Linked DNA regions of Muntiacus reevesi: region 2 is linked to region 1. A link is a contact called in public Hi-C data. All regions are on one chromosome and are shown on one strand. The core of a region is the stretch at or near the end of the contact, and the rest is flanking DNA. Distances in the headings are between cores, read along the strand shown.

Region 1 (6,587 bases), core at 1,668-4,167:
TTCACCACCCAACTTTTGGAAAGTGTGTTCTGTGCTCCTTGCTCTTTTCCGCATTCCTCTCCTTAACTGTTTGCATGTTGACTTCTACTTTGTCCTATTGACCTTTTACTTCAGTGATTGATCCCCTTCCAACAATGCTTCTCTGTGGCATCTCACACCCTTCCAACTTAAGCCTGCACACCTAGAGGAACCAACAAGAAAAACCACCACAATGATAAACCCCACACACAACTAGAGAGTAGCCCCGACTCTGGACAACTAAAGAAATCCCACCAGCAACAAAGACCCAAGGCTGCTAAAAATAAAGAGCATCGCAACCCACTCCAGTGTTCTTGCCTGGAGAATCCCACAGACAGAGAAGACTGGCAGGTGGCAGTCCATAGGGTTGCACAGAATCGGACTTGATTGAAGTGACAGCACACACTCGCGCAAACATGAACAAAAAAATTCCCCTCGTGGCTTCCTTTGCACTGTACCTTCTTGGTTTCTAACAAGTCTCCCCTGACATACTTTCTTCTTTTTGTCTTTGGACTTCTTTTCTACTCTACTATCCTTAAAGGTCCTCATTCACCTCCAGAGTTAACAAATATTTACCAAGTGCCTATTATGTAGCAGGATCTGTGAGGCCCCAGGGATAGAGGGATGAACAAACCAGAAGCTCACTGCATCTGTAGTACTTCCTTTTGTAATTTTTTAAAATTATTATTTATTTTTGGCTATGCTGGGTCTTCCAGGGAGTGGACTTTCTCTAGTTGTGGTGGTGGTGGGGGTACTCTTCATAGCAAGCTGGACCCTTTCGAGTTGTGAAGAACAAAAATTGGATTTCCAGAAGAGTATTATGAAGTTACGTAGGAAACAAACAAGCATGTAGAAAGGAAACAAGATATATAGGAAGGAAACTCTTTCATAGGCCTACATCTGAGCCAACAGTTTCACATTCCTATTTTGAAGAAAAAGTTTAAAATATTTTATCAAAGACATTTTATTTTGACTAAACTTAGTAATGCTAAGAAACAAATGTCTACACTGCAGAAATTAAAGAACCTGCAAGTGTACTGGAGAAAAGGCTAAAAAAAAAAAAAAAAAAGAACAAGTAAGTATGGTTTCCTCAAGATGCCACATCTAGGGTCGTACACCGAAATACAAAACTTTAAGAAAACATTTCAAACAAGCCAGTTGCTGCCAAAGTATGTACAACAACTGTATATGATTAACTAAAGTGCCTAAACTGATTTAAACGTGATCTCTTTTACTTTTGAGAAATTGCAACAGTCTATTTATAACACAGCCTCTTCTTCAGAAAGACAAACTTACTTTATAGCAAACTTACTTAAAAAAAAAAATGCAATTTTTGTAAAGAACTTGTCACACATTTGCTTCCCTGGAAAGGAGAGAAAATCAGTTTCTGAATACACTTTAACCCACTTTCCCCCACCTTATCAGAACCAATACATCACGGAAAACGTCTAAGTTGGAACCTTGTAATTTGGCTCATTGTAGACTATGCCTCTCCACTACGTTGGATCTTATTTTTAGTTTCCAGCTTAGCTGTTAATTAGTAGTGGCTGTCACTTCTGTTTCATTTCCCATAAACCCAGAAAATGGGTGGAGGACCATAGAGAGCTTTGGCCCAAATAAAGTCTATTAGATATCATCAACAGCTTTTTCCTCCACGACGCAGACCCAGGAAAACGGAGTTTTCCTTTTCCCACATCCCATTCCCGAGCCTGGACTTCGCTCCTCTTCCTTTCAATCTCAATTCGGGCTCCTTAACGTTAGCAAAGAAAGTTCTTTGAACAAAATCCAGCGCTCCTTTGTCTACAAACGTGGCTGAGAAAGGGTTCCGAGGCTTCAGCTGGCTGAGAGAAGGTAGTGGCAGCGATCCACCCTAGCCAGTACACCCACCCACTTCAACCCATCACAACCCGCGTCTGGTGCCGAAGCCCTGGCGCGTGCTCGGGTGTCTTCGGTACCGCGAGGCGTGCGCTCGCCCGGTTACTATCCCTGGGAAGGGGCGGGATCCCAGAACGCGTGCCGGGACTGCGGCAGGCGGAAGCTGCTGGCGGAGAAGACGGGCGGTTCCCGCCGGCGAGGGTGGGGGAAGGGCGGCCGCCACACCCGGAAGTTGGTCTGGAAGTGGGGTGGGGGGGTAACGTGTGGGGGCGAGGCTTCCGGTAGCGCAAAGGGTATCGGGAGAGGCTTCCAGTAAACCTTCTTCTCTGGCCTCTGGAGGGACCACCGTTGGGGTGGCTTCGGCTTCCACGATCTGCGTTCGGGCTAAACGGTCACAGTAGACGCCGCCGCCGGCCCCCTTGTGCCTGGTTCTGTTTGTATTCGTTCCCAGGAGACCGTCCCGGTTCCGGCAGCGGCTGCGGCCGACATGTTGTGAGGCGGCGGCGCGGGTGTCTGAAGGATGGTTTGGCCGAGGCGGGGGCATCGGCTGCTGGCGGCGGCGGCAGCAGCGGGGGCTCCGGTTCTGTAGAGCCTTGCCCACTGAGTGTCCGCCCTGTTCCGCGGCCAGACCAGTGCCCCCGGACCTTGCCTCTGCTCCGCGCCGTTGGGGAACGGTTAGACGACAGCGCACGCCCCTCTGAGGAGACACGAAGGGGGTTCTCCAGTGCTCAGATTCCGGACCACCTTGCCTTCCCCTCTCCGACGTGGGCAGTGCTGTCCCCAGAATCCTCAGCACCACCCCCCCCCCCCCGCCCCCGCCACTCCAACTTTGCTCCCAACCTCGGCTTAAATCTTTCACATACACGGGTGTTCCCCTCTCTCTCCAGCCACCCCTGGCCCCTTAATTTTCTGCACGCTCATCTCAGAGGGACTCCTGGATCGCTCTCCGAGGGCGGCCTTTTGAAAAATCGTCGTGGACCAGAGTTGAGTTTTTAAAAGTCGGGGCGCGAGAGAGAAGGTGCGATGGCTTCCTCATCTGGGAACGATGATGATCTCACTATACCCAGGGCTGCTATCAATAAGATGATCAAAGAGACTCTCCCCAATGTCCGGGTGGCTAACGATGCCCGGGAGCTGGTGGTGAACTGCTGCACTGAATTCATTCACCTTATATCTTCTGAAGCCAATGAGATTTGCAACAAATCGGAAAAGAAAACCATCTCGCCAGAGCACGTCATACAAGGTAAGTGGTATTTGTGGGATTTTGTTTCAAAGAGGGGCCGGGGACAGCCTGCTGGTCGCGTGACGCGTTCATGTCAAAGCCTTCAGTTCTGTCTCCTGGTTAGTACTGGTAACTGAAAAGCCATTGCGGGCATGGAGGCAGCTGGTGCCTTCAGACCTCTCTGTAGTATTCTCGTGGTCCTTTTCAAACAGCAAATGCAGGTGAGAGCTGCAGGCGATTAAGTCGGCTAACATCCCCCCACAGAAAGTAGTAGTAGCGGCCTCAGCTTACAGCCAGGTAAACCTAAAAGAACTTTGCCTGCCTAAAGTGAAACCTGGATCATGACAACTGAGAGAGGAAGCCAGAAGTTCTTGGAGAATTAGAATTCAGACAGGAAGTTCAAGCTTGAGTGGAGAGGACACCCCTTTCCCACCCGACCTTTTTCACCAGTGTAGAAGAAAAGATCAATTTTCAGAACATGAGTAAAAATATTCTTAACGTGAATGTTCACAATTGTAAAGTTTATTAGTGTTGACTGGAGTATATTTTCTGCTTTAAAAACGGTTTCATGGGCCTCCCTGGTGGCTCAGATGGTAGAGTCTGCCTGCAGTGTGGGAGATCCAGGTTCGATCCCTGGGTAAGGAAGTCCCCTGGAGGAGGAAATGGCAACCCACTCCAGTACTCTTGCCTGGAAAATCCCATGGATAGAGGAGCCTGGCGGGCTGCAGTCCATGAGTTCGCAGAGTCGGACACGACTGAACGACTTCACACACACCGTTCATCAACAAGTTGCCAAAGCACTCCAGTTCTATTCTGTGAGAAAGAGGCAGTCAGTGTTCTTTAACCTTCCTTCCTTCCTTTCTTCCTTCCTTCCATAGCTTGCATTGTTCCTTGGAGGTAGATTTTTAAAGCTTGGGTTTAAAGATCGTGAGATTTTTTTTTCTTGGAACTTTTCCCTTTTGTTTCCTGCTGTCGTCCCCGTGTAGATGTATACACTTAAGCGTTTATTGAACAGCACTTATGAAAGTTTAAGTTTCTCCTCTTATATATTGGAAAGGATTTAGTTCAGTTAATAGGGCTTTGGGGGACCATATTCTGATGGTGTGTTTCAGGAATGGGGAGACATTTACTAGTCATTTTTGGGAAGCACTTTCTGTGACTGGTACATATAATCTTATGGGAAGGTTGTGGTCAATTTTGAAGTGATAGCTTACCTTTTATAATAACCCAATTAAAATTCTAACAATTTCTGGATCGCTTTTGAAGTTAGAAAAAAAAATTCATTGTTAATTTAATTTTGGTAGGCAGACAGTTATCTACCATTTTATTGTTACAGTTTAACTTTTTAAAAGGTGACTTTCCTGTTATTCTGAAGTAGAGGACACATCAGCTCATATTCACCATATACAGTATTTTATGGTAGTTATTGACCGAAGCATTTTGTCATTTCATTTTTTAAATGACTTCTGTAATTTCATTTTTGATTCTTAATGATATATAAAACATACTCTGACATTTCCATTTCAGTATATAAGGAGAAAAATCCCTAGGAAAAGGTATATTTGACTTTAAAGCTAGTATTCTATTTGTTTAGAGTACTCTGGCAAGTAAAATGAAAGCCAAGTCGTCTATTTTTTGTCTTGTGTTTTTATTTTTACATTATATGTGCAATTGTCATAAATCTTTCATAAGATTGTCCAACACAAATAGCTGTAATTTCCTTTTATAACTCATACAAGAGAAAATGGATGTTTTATCAACATTGCCTTTCTAATGAAAATTGCAAAAGATTTCAAAAGGATCTGCTTAAACATTTGTTTACACCACGGAAGTGGGGATCTTTCAAAAAATCTAATAACGCCTTACAATCTGTCTTCTTGGGTAGAGTTTATTCTTTTCTAGGATATATTTAGATTTCTGATTGACATGATGGAAGAAACCTGCAGCTGTAGCTAGCAGTATGCTAGCTAAATAGCTCAACTTTGGAATAAGCTAAATTCAGTTTAACATATGAGTGAGAAAATTCCAGTGAAAGCATTTTCCTTATGTACTGAGGATGATTTATTAATTAAAAAAAAATAATGACCTGTTACAGCATTATAAAATTACTTTTGTTTTCTTGTAACATTGCTGTTCTTAAGTGTTAGATAAGGATGTACATTTTAACCCCAAATTCTCCCAAGTTAGAGGGATAGACTTTATATATTTATAATCTCATATTGCTTAATCATTTAAAGAAATTTTTGTCTTGCGTGATTAAAATTTTTTAAAAGAAATCCTTGAGGTGTGTATTTTTTTAGGTGTTTAAAGTGTAATTTTATAGACTAACTCTGGAAAGCTGATTATGACATTTTTTTATGCTGTTCTGTCAATTTGATTATTTAGGAATGTAAGATATATCCAAGTGGAATAATGTACATTTTAAAGTGGTTTGATTCTAACATATTTAAGTTTGGAATTTTTTAGTAATACATTTAATGAACTAGACTTTGCTTCAGGACATTTCAGTTGCCACTTTGCTTTGCCTTCTCAGAGCAAATTAAGCATTGGAGGCAGTTTTGTAAAATGCAAGCTAAAGTTGAACAAATTTTATTGCCAGTAAATCTGAAATTATATAACCTAGTTAAAATTTAAAAAAAATATAAATATTTTGCTTATTTTGAGTTTAAGAACATGGACTTGGCATTGAAGATAACATACACACAAATAGAGGGAGTTCTACACTTCAAAGATTTTTTATTTTGTTTCTGGGTTTCTGTGAACACATTCTTAAATGAGTTCTGACATGTTCTGTTGCATTATGGAAAGAACTGACATTGAGAGTTAAGAACTGCAAAGTGTATTGTGAAGTGTTTGGCCTTAGGGAAATCTGTTAACTAAGGTTTCCCCATTTATGTATAAATAATACTTAATGGTTTCAGGTATAAGTAGCAATTATTGAGAATCAGTCAGAATTGAGAAACTTATATGAAATATATGCTACAATTATAATTTAAAAAACTATATGATACTGATTAAAATGTAAAACTGAAGGTCTGTTATGTTTAACCTCATGTCATGATGCCATTTATAAAGAGAAAGTGTAAATAGGAATATTTTAAATATTATTTTTACTTCTGCATTTTAAGTCTGTTGCTACATTTTATTTCTTACTTTTTTGAGAATAGTAACTGCAAGTTAGTCAAAGTTTGAAAAAGCCTCTGAGGATTCACTTCAGCAGTTGTATTGCTCCAATCCCTCTCACGCTGGTACTTGGTAAAATACAATAAAAATGAATCACTAGAGAAACAAAATGAAAAATTTTGATACTGCATTCAACAGAAATAAAATTACGGTCAAATTTCTATGATGTTTCTTTTTTTCCCCAGCTTTTTGAACTATAATTGACATAGAACATTGTGTAAGTTTAAGTTTTACAACCTAATGATTTGGTGTGTGTATATATTATGAATTAATTATCACAATAAAATTA
Region 2 (6,114 bases), core at 1,648-4,147, 280 kb before region 1:
CTCAAACAGAGGCTCTGTAGCAACCTAGAGGGGTGGGATGGAGAGGAAGACGGGAGGGAGGTTCAAGACTGGGGGATATATGTATACCTATGGCTGATTTATGTTGATGTTTGGCAGAAACCAACAAAATTCTGTAAAGCAATTATCCTTCAACTAAAGAAGTAAATAAAAATTTTAAAGAAAGCATATGGCATTGAAAAAAATTACACTGGATTTCATCAAAATTAAGAAACTTTAGTGCTTCAAAAGATACAACTAAGAAAATGAAAAGACAAACCATAGACTGGGAAAAAATATTTGCTAATCATGTATCTGATAAAGGATTTGTATCCAGGATATATATAGACTTCTTATAACTTGAAAAAAGACAAACAATACAGTTAGAAAGTGGGTAAAAGATTTGAATATATGCTTCACCAAAAAAGATGTAGGAAAGGCTAATAAGAACATGAAAAGATGCTCAACATTACTAGACATAATGGAAAATCAGATTGAAATCATTATGAGGAACTACTTCATTCCCACTGGAAGAGTAAAATAAAAAAGATAAACAATAACAAATACTCGTGAGGATGTGAAGAAATCAGAACCCGCCCACACACTTTTCCTGCTCACATTTTGGAAAACAGTTTGGCAGTATCTTAAAAAGTTTAATATAAACTAACTATACAACGCAGCAATTCCACTTGTAGGAATCTATCAAAGAAAAACAAAAACAAGTATCTACACAAGAGTTGTACACAAACATTCATAGCAGATTATTCATAGTAGCCCCAAACTGGTGAATGGATAACAGAATACATTCATACAGTGGGGTACTATTCAACAATAGAAAGGAAAGAACTAGGGACACATGGTACAATGCGGATGAACCTCAAAAACATTGTGCTGAGTGAAAGAGGTGAGACCAAAAGCCTACACATTGTTTCAGTCCATTTATACGAAATGACCAGAAAAGGCAAATCTACAGCAACAGGTAACAGATTGTCTGGGGTTAGGAGTTGGAATAAGGATTGATTATAAATGGGCATAATGGATTTTTTTAGGGTGGTCAAAATCTTCTAAAACTGGACTGTGGTGATGGTTGTACAATGTTAGTCTCTGCTCTTTTCATTTAGGGACCCAAAATGAAAGATATTCCATCACAACACATGCTTCCAGGATCACCACAGCAAGCAGGAGGGGATGTGCAACTGCCTCTTAAAGATTTTCCTAGAAAGTGATTGATTTTCTCTTTCATTTTATTGATGAAAATGAGTTACACAGCCATACCTAACTCTAGGTGCAATAAAATGCAATTTTACTCTGTGTCTGGAAGAAAGGAGAACCAGAATTTTTGTCAGTAACCCGTATGACCATCAGAGAAATACATAACAATCAAGAGTACAGCTTACTCTGACTGGAGTTGTTTTGCTTTGTACTTCTGAGAGGTTCCACATTTGTTTCTTCTTAAGGTTCTAATCCATGGCACACTGCTTACTTAGCAGCAATTTCTGAGACCACAGTTACAGAAATTCTTTGCATTTTACTGTGACTCCCTCACTGCCTTCGATTCCCTGAGTACCTGGCTTCCTAAAATGAAATGATTGCACTTTTGTACTCATATGTTTACATAGGGAAAAAGAAAATTCCCCCCCCCCCAAAAAGACAGGCATCGTTGACTTCTCTAATGTAGAAAAGATCAGAACTGTGGCTAAAGAAGCTAAAAGTTAGACCAATAAGTGGAAATTATAGGAAGGCAGATTGTACATTTATAAAAGGACAGACTTTCTAATTATTAGCGTTTATGAAAACGAAATGACTGCCTCCGAGGTACTGAACCACTACAAGATGTTGAAGCTGAGGCTTGATGACCACTTGAGAGAATTGTTGAGGGGAATTTAGACCAAATGTTCTCTAAAACTGATGTTCTGTGATTAGGCTTAGCTGCACAGCAAGTATACCTTTAAAAAAAAAGTTAAACTCTATTCAACCAAAAGTGTGAAGGGGATTGAAGACAAATTTATGAGAAGGTTATCATAAAAATGAAACTTGAACGGGAGCAGATAGATTGAGCTGTTTTCTAAGACGGGAAAACATGGTACTAATTATCTCTGTGAAGTAATGAGACAAAAATTAAAAATGATTTTTTAAGTATTTTGACAGTTATAAACAAAGGTACCACATGTGGCTATTAAGAGGAGTTGGGTTTTATCTAAGTAGAAGTCACAGAGACAAGCATTCACTCTCTGTCACTTGGGACATCTGCAGCAGAATATTGGTAGGCTAAGGGTCTGCTCTAGTAGAAAAAAGTTTTATATTACCAAAATAAACCACTTAGGACGAAATTATTCTCAGATTCCACCACAATTAGTAAGGATCTGCAAAGCGGCTAAGTAGAGACACCTTTCATCGTCAGGGAAAAAAGTGTGAAAATCTCCTCCTGATAGGAAGGAATTTGGAGCTGGACAATAATCGCGGAACAAAATGTGATTCTGACGTCCCGGGCCTCCTCCCCGCTGAATGAAATTCGAACAGGCCTCAGGATGAAGGTAAGAGATTTTCTCCATAGAAAAAAAATTGGCAGGGCAAGACGTAAGGGGTACCGTGCCATTTGTCAGGAACAGAACATGCAATGTGAAAGTTGAACACAAGCTTTCCTCTGTAACAGAAACAGCCGCAGGACCGCCGGTAGACCAGAGAACACCGTTCACTATTGTGTTAGCGCCGGCGGCGGAAGGACTTAGCCCACCACAAAGTCAAAGAGTCCTTCTTTGTTCATCTCTAGCCGCGGACGCAGAGCGCGGTGTTCTTCCGCGCTCGCCCCGCAGTCCCCGCCCCCTCGCGGCTCTGGAGAGCTGCCATTCGGCACCGGAGGCGCTCCGCTCTCCCAGAATGCACCGGCAGTCCGCGGGAAACCAAAATGGCGAAGGGTTGTAGCGAAGTGGTCTGTGTTTGAGGCCGGTGTAAGAACGCTCTCTCTACCCCTCCCCAACCCTCGTCCCCAGGACCTCGGTTTGTGCGTGTGTATGTGCGGGGTGCCCGGTGGGGCGGGTGCCTAGTAAGTGCTCGGACTCGCAAGGAAAGCGCCCACGGGGTCGTGATTGGCTGTTTTTTCCTGTATGAAGCGGTTGGCACCACTGAAGTGACCGAATGAGGTGAGAGACCTTGGCCTGGGAACCAGGCTCTTCCGGAGGAGGTGGAGGGGGTGGGGAGGAGGAAGAAAGGAAGCAAAAGGGAAAGATGGAGGCTCAAAGTGGGGGTGGGGGCTCCAGTATGTGTATGGGGGTGCCTTGAAAAGAATGGATGGAAAGGGGTAGTCATTTGGGTATTGGAGAAAATAGGGACTAAAGGAGCGAGCAGGGCATTGGGGGAAGTCGGTTGGAGGAACAAGATGAAACATTGAGACGGGGAAGCTGTGTTTGGAGGGGCAGGAAGGAACCTGGGGGCGGGAGACGGTTGGAGGGGCAGGATGAACCTGGTGATGAGGGGGTGGGGAACCAAGGGGAGGAGCCGTTAGGAAATGGGGACTGAGGGAGATGTGGGGACCAGAGTGAAGGGGTGGTCTGGGACCTTAGAGGGCGCAAAGGGAGGTAGCCGCTTGAAACCGGAGGGTGGTGAAATTGTATGGAATTGGAGTCTGGGGATAGAGTAGAAGAGCAGGATGGAGTGTGAGGTTAAGGGGAACACTAAGTAGAGCCTGAGAGCAAAGCCTGCAAACTTAAAGGGAAGAAGTGGAAGGAAAAGTGTGAGATGGGCGAGAGGTACCTTATATTCGGAGCCCACCAAAAATCTGAGGCAGTTCTTCTGTTTAATTAAATCTAACTCTTAATGCCTACTCGGATGTAGATGTGTATTGTTGTATTCACTTTACAACTGAGGTAATTACGGCTTAAGAGATTTTAACTAATTTGCCAAGACTTCTTAACATGTTTTAGTAGTGCCAGGACTCTTTACTGTGTGTTTTACAATCTGGCGTCCTTGGTTGTTCGAATTTTTCTTTGGAAGCAACTAAAGGGAACAGATGAGATGGATTTATCGGGGTGTTTTGACGAACTGTAAGGGTTCGTGAACAATGGGAAAAGGGGTATGAAATGCTATTCTGTTCTTTAAAACATTTAACTTTGGTTGAAGATAGAATCCATTTACTAATTCAAATATAGAAACCTAGGTAGGCCTATGTATAACGTAAGAAAGCACCATGTGAGGTCAGTATAGAACTAGAAATATGTATATAGTGCCTGATTTGACTCCAGATGCTCCGGTAGCAGTAACTTTCTCCTTCAGATTGATTCCAGGTGACCGACCCTTCTGTACACCTTCGGTGTAGGCTGGTTTCAGTTTCCATGTTTTCATTCTCGAGAATTTCTTTCTTTGGCAATGGATTGCAAAGACAGTGCATTTAGAAGTATTTAGTGTGAAATAAATAAAGTGTACGTCGGTTATTGAGTGACCTTTATGGAGGTTTGAAATGCTTTAAATGGAACCGTTTTGACTAAGCTTTAAGAGCCCAGTAGTTTTGGCAAGGAAAGAGCTGATTTTAAACTTCTGTTATATTTTTGAGGCTTCCCTGGGAGCTCAGCTGGTAAAGAATCCGCCTGCAATGCGGGAGCCCCCGGTTCGATCCTTTGATATTTGGAATGTTTTTCACCCTCCAAACGTTTGTAGTGATAACTTGGGAAGGGACTATAAGGTGAAGCTTTTTGTTTTTGTTTTTTTTTTAGGTTTCTAAATATAAAAATCTATTTGAATTCACATTTAAAATTTGTTCACCTCCATTTTTTTTAAGTGCTAAAAATATTTTAAAATATTTGAATTAAGAGTGCACCTGTTTCCTGATACTGCACATTGATGTCAGTGGACATTAACGAAATCTTCACCTACCGGGATGAAGCGTACTCACAGTTTTAGAAGTAGAAGTATAGAAATCATCTGGCCAAACATTATATCTAGATGAAACAAAGTTTATTTAATTATGCTTTTAATTATGCCTGTTACCTCAGAACTCAAATTAGGAAATTAATTTTATTCTGTGTATTTTTCTATGGGTCATAAACTCTTTGATGTCATGGATTATAAATAGACCTTTTCATTAGATCTTTGACTGAAAGGATACTTTGCTTTATATTTCAGCATAATCTTTACATCTGACTTTAGGAAACTGGCAGTATAGTGATAATCTAGTTTAATAGATGGGGAAATTTGCCTCTGAGCAGTTGCCAAGGCCAACATCTATAGCTTGGTCATTCTGAAAGTAAAATTTAACTGTAGCTTTTTTTAGTCGAAACTTCCATGAATGATATTTCTTTGTTGATATATTATGCTTTGTTTTCCCTGTTCGTCAAGATTTGTTTCGTGTGTGTGTGTGTGTGTGTGTGTGTGTGTGTGTGTGTGTGTGTGTTAAGTTGTTTCAGTCCTGCCCGAATCTTTGCGACCATGTGGACTGGAGCCTGCCGGGCTCCTCTGTCCGTGGGATTCTCCAGGCAAGAACGCAGGAGTGAACTGCTGTGTTCTCTTCCTGGGGCTCTTCCTGACCCAGGGATCTGACCCTCATCTTTTACATCTTCTGCATTGGCAGTCGGGTTCTTTACCACTAGTGCCACCTGGGAAGCTCAAAATACAGCATCACAACCCTAAATTGGACTATGATAGTTTCTCTGTGGATGTTTTTTAATGTGTTTCAGTAGTGTTCTCCAGTGGAACTTTCTGCAGTGATGGCAGCTGTCTATATCTGCTGTGTCCAGTATGGTAGCCATAGGCCCATTGGTGTTGAACACCAGAAATGTAACTGGTGAGGCTGATAATTGAATTTATAATTTAGTATACTTCATTTAAACTAAAATTAAAGTGGCCATATGTGACTGCTGTATGGGACAGCACAGTATTATTGCATCGGTTTATTAGGAATTGTCACACCCATTAACCATGGAAACCACAGGAACCCAAGGGTAAGGAACTATCTTTGAACTGAGGGGATTCACATTCTCTTTATACCTTTTTAAGGTGAAGTAATCTTCACTTTGCACATACCATGTCTTCTGTCATTTATCTGTTTTCACATAACATTGGAAAAGCACAATGAAGGTAGCAATGTCTCTTGTTTTTTTTAAGATACAAGATTCTTTTTCTTTTGTC

The links. Hi-C and Micro-C count contacts between places; a contact is called where the count stands out from the background.
Region 2: a Hi-C map of muscle shows a contact between it and region 1, with 4 times the contacts expected there. The contact joins the promoter of MTF2 here to the promoter of DR1 in region 1. A contact is called at or near these places in 2 of 3 Hi-C or Micro-C datasets (blood and muscle).

The regions. Positions count from the first base shown.
Region 1 is chr1:111,047,823-111,054,409 of mMunRee1.1, reverse strand. DR1 (down-regulator of transcription 1) reads left to right here and starts at 2,917. Exons shown (of 3, transcript XM_065908468.1): 1 at 2,917-3,136. The coding sequence starts at 2,917. It overlaps LOC136163379 (a long non-coding RNA gene), which reads right to left and starts at 2,090. Exons shown (of 5, transcript XR_010662237.1): 1 at 1,906-2,090.
Region 2 is chr1:111,324,467-111,330,580 of mMunRee1.1, reverse strand. It overlaps MTF2 (metal response element binding transcription factor 2), which reads left to right and starts at 2,897. Exons shown (of 16, transcript XM_065908701.1): 1 at 2,897-3,137. The coding sequence starts at 3,133.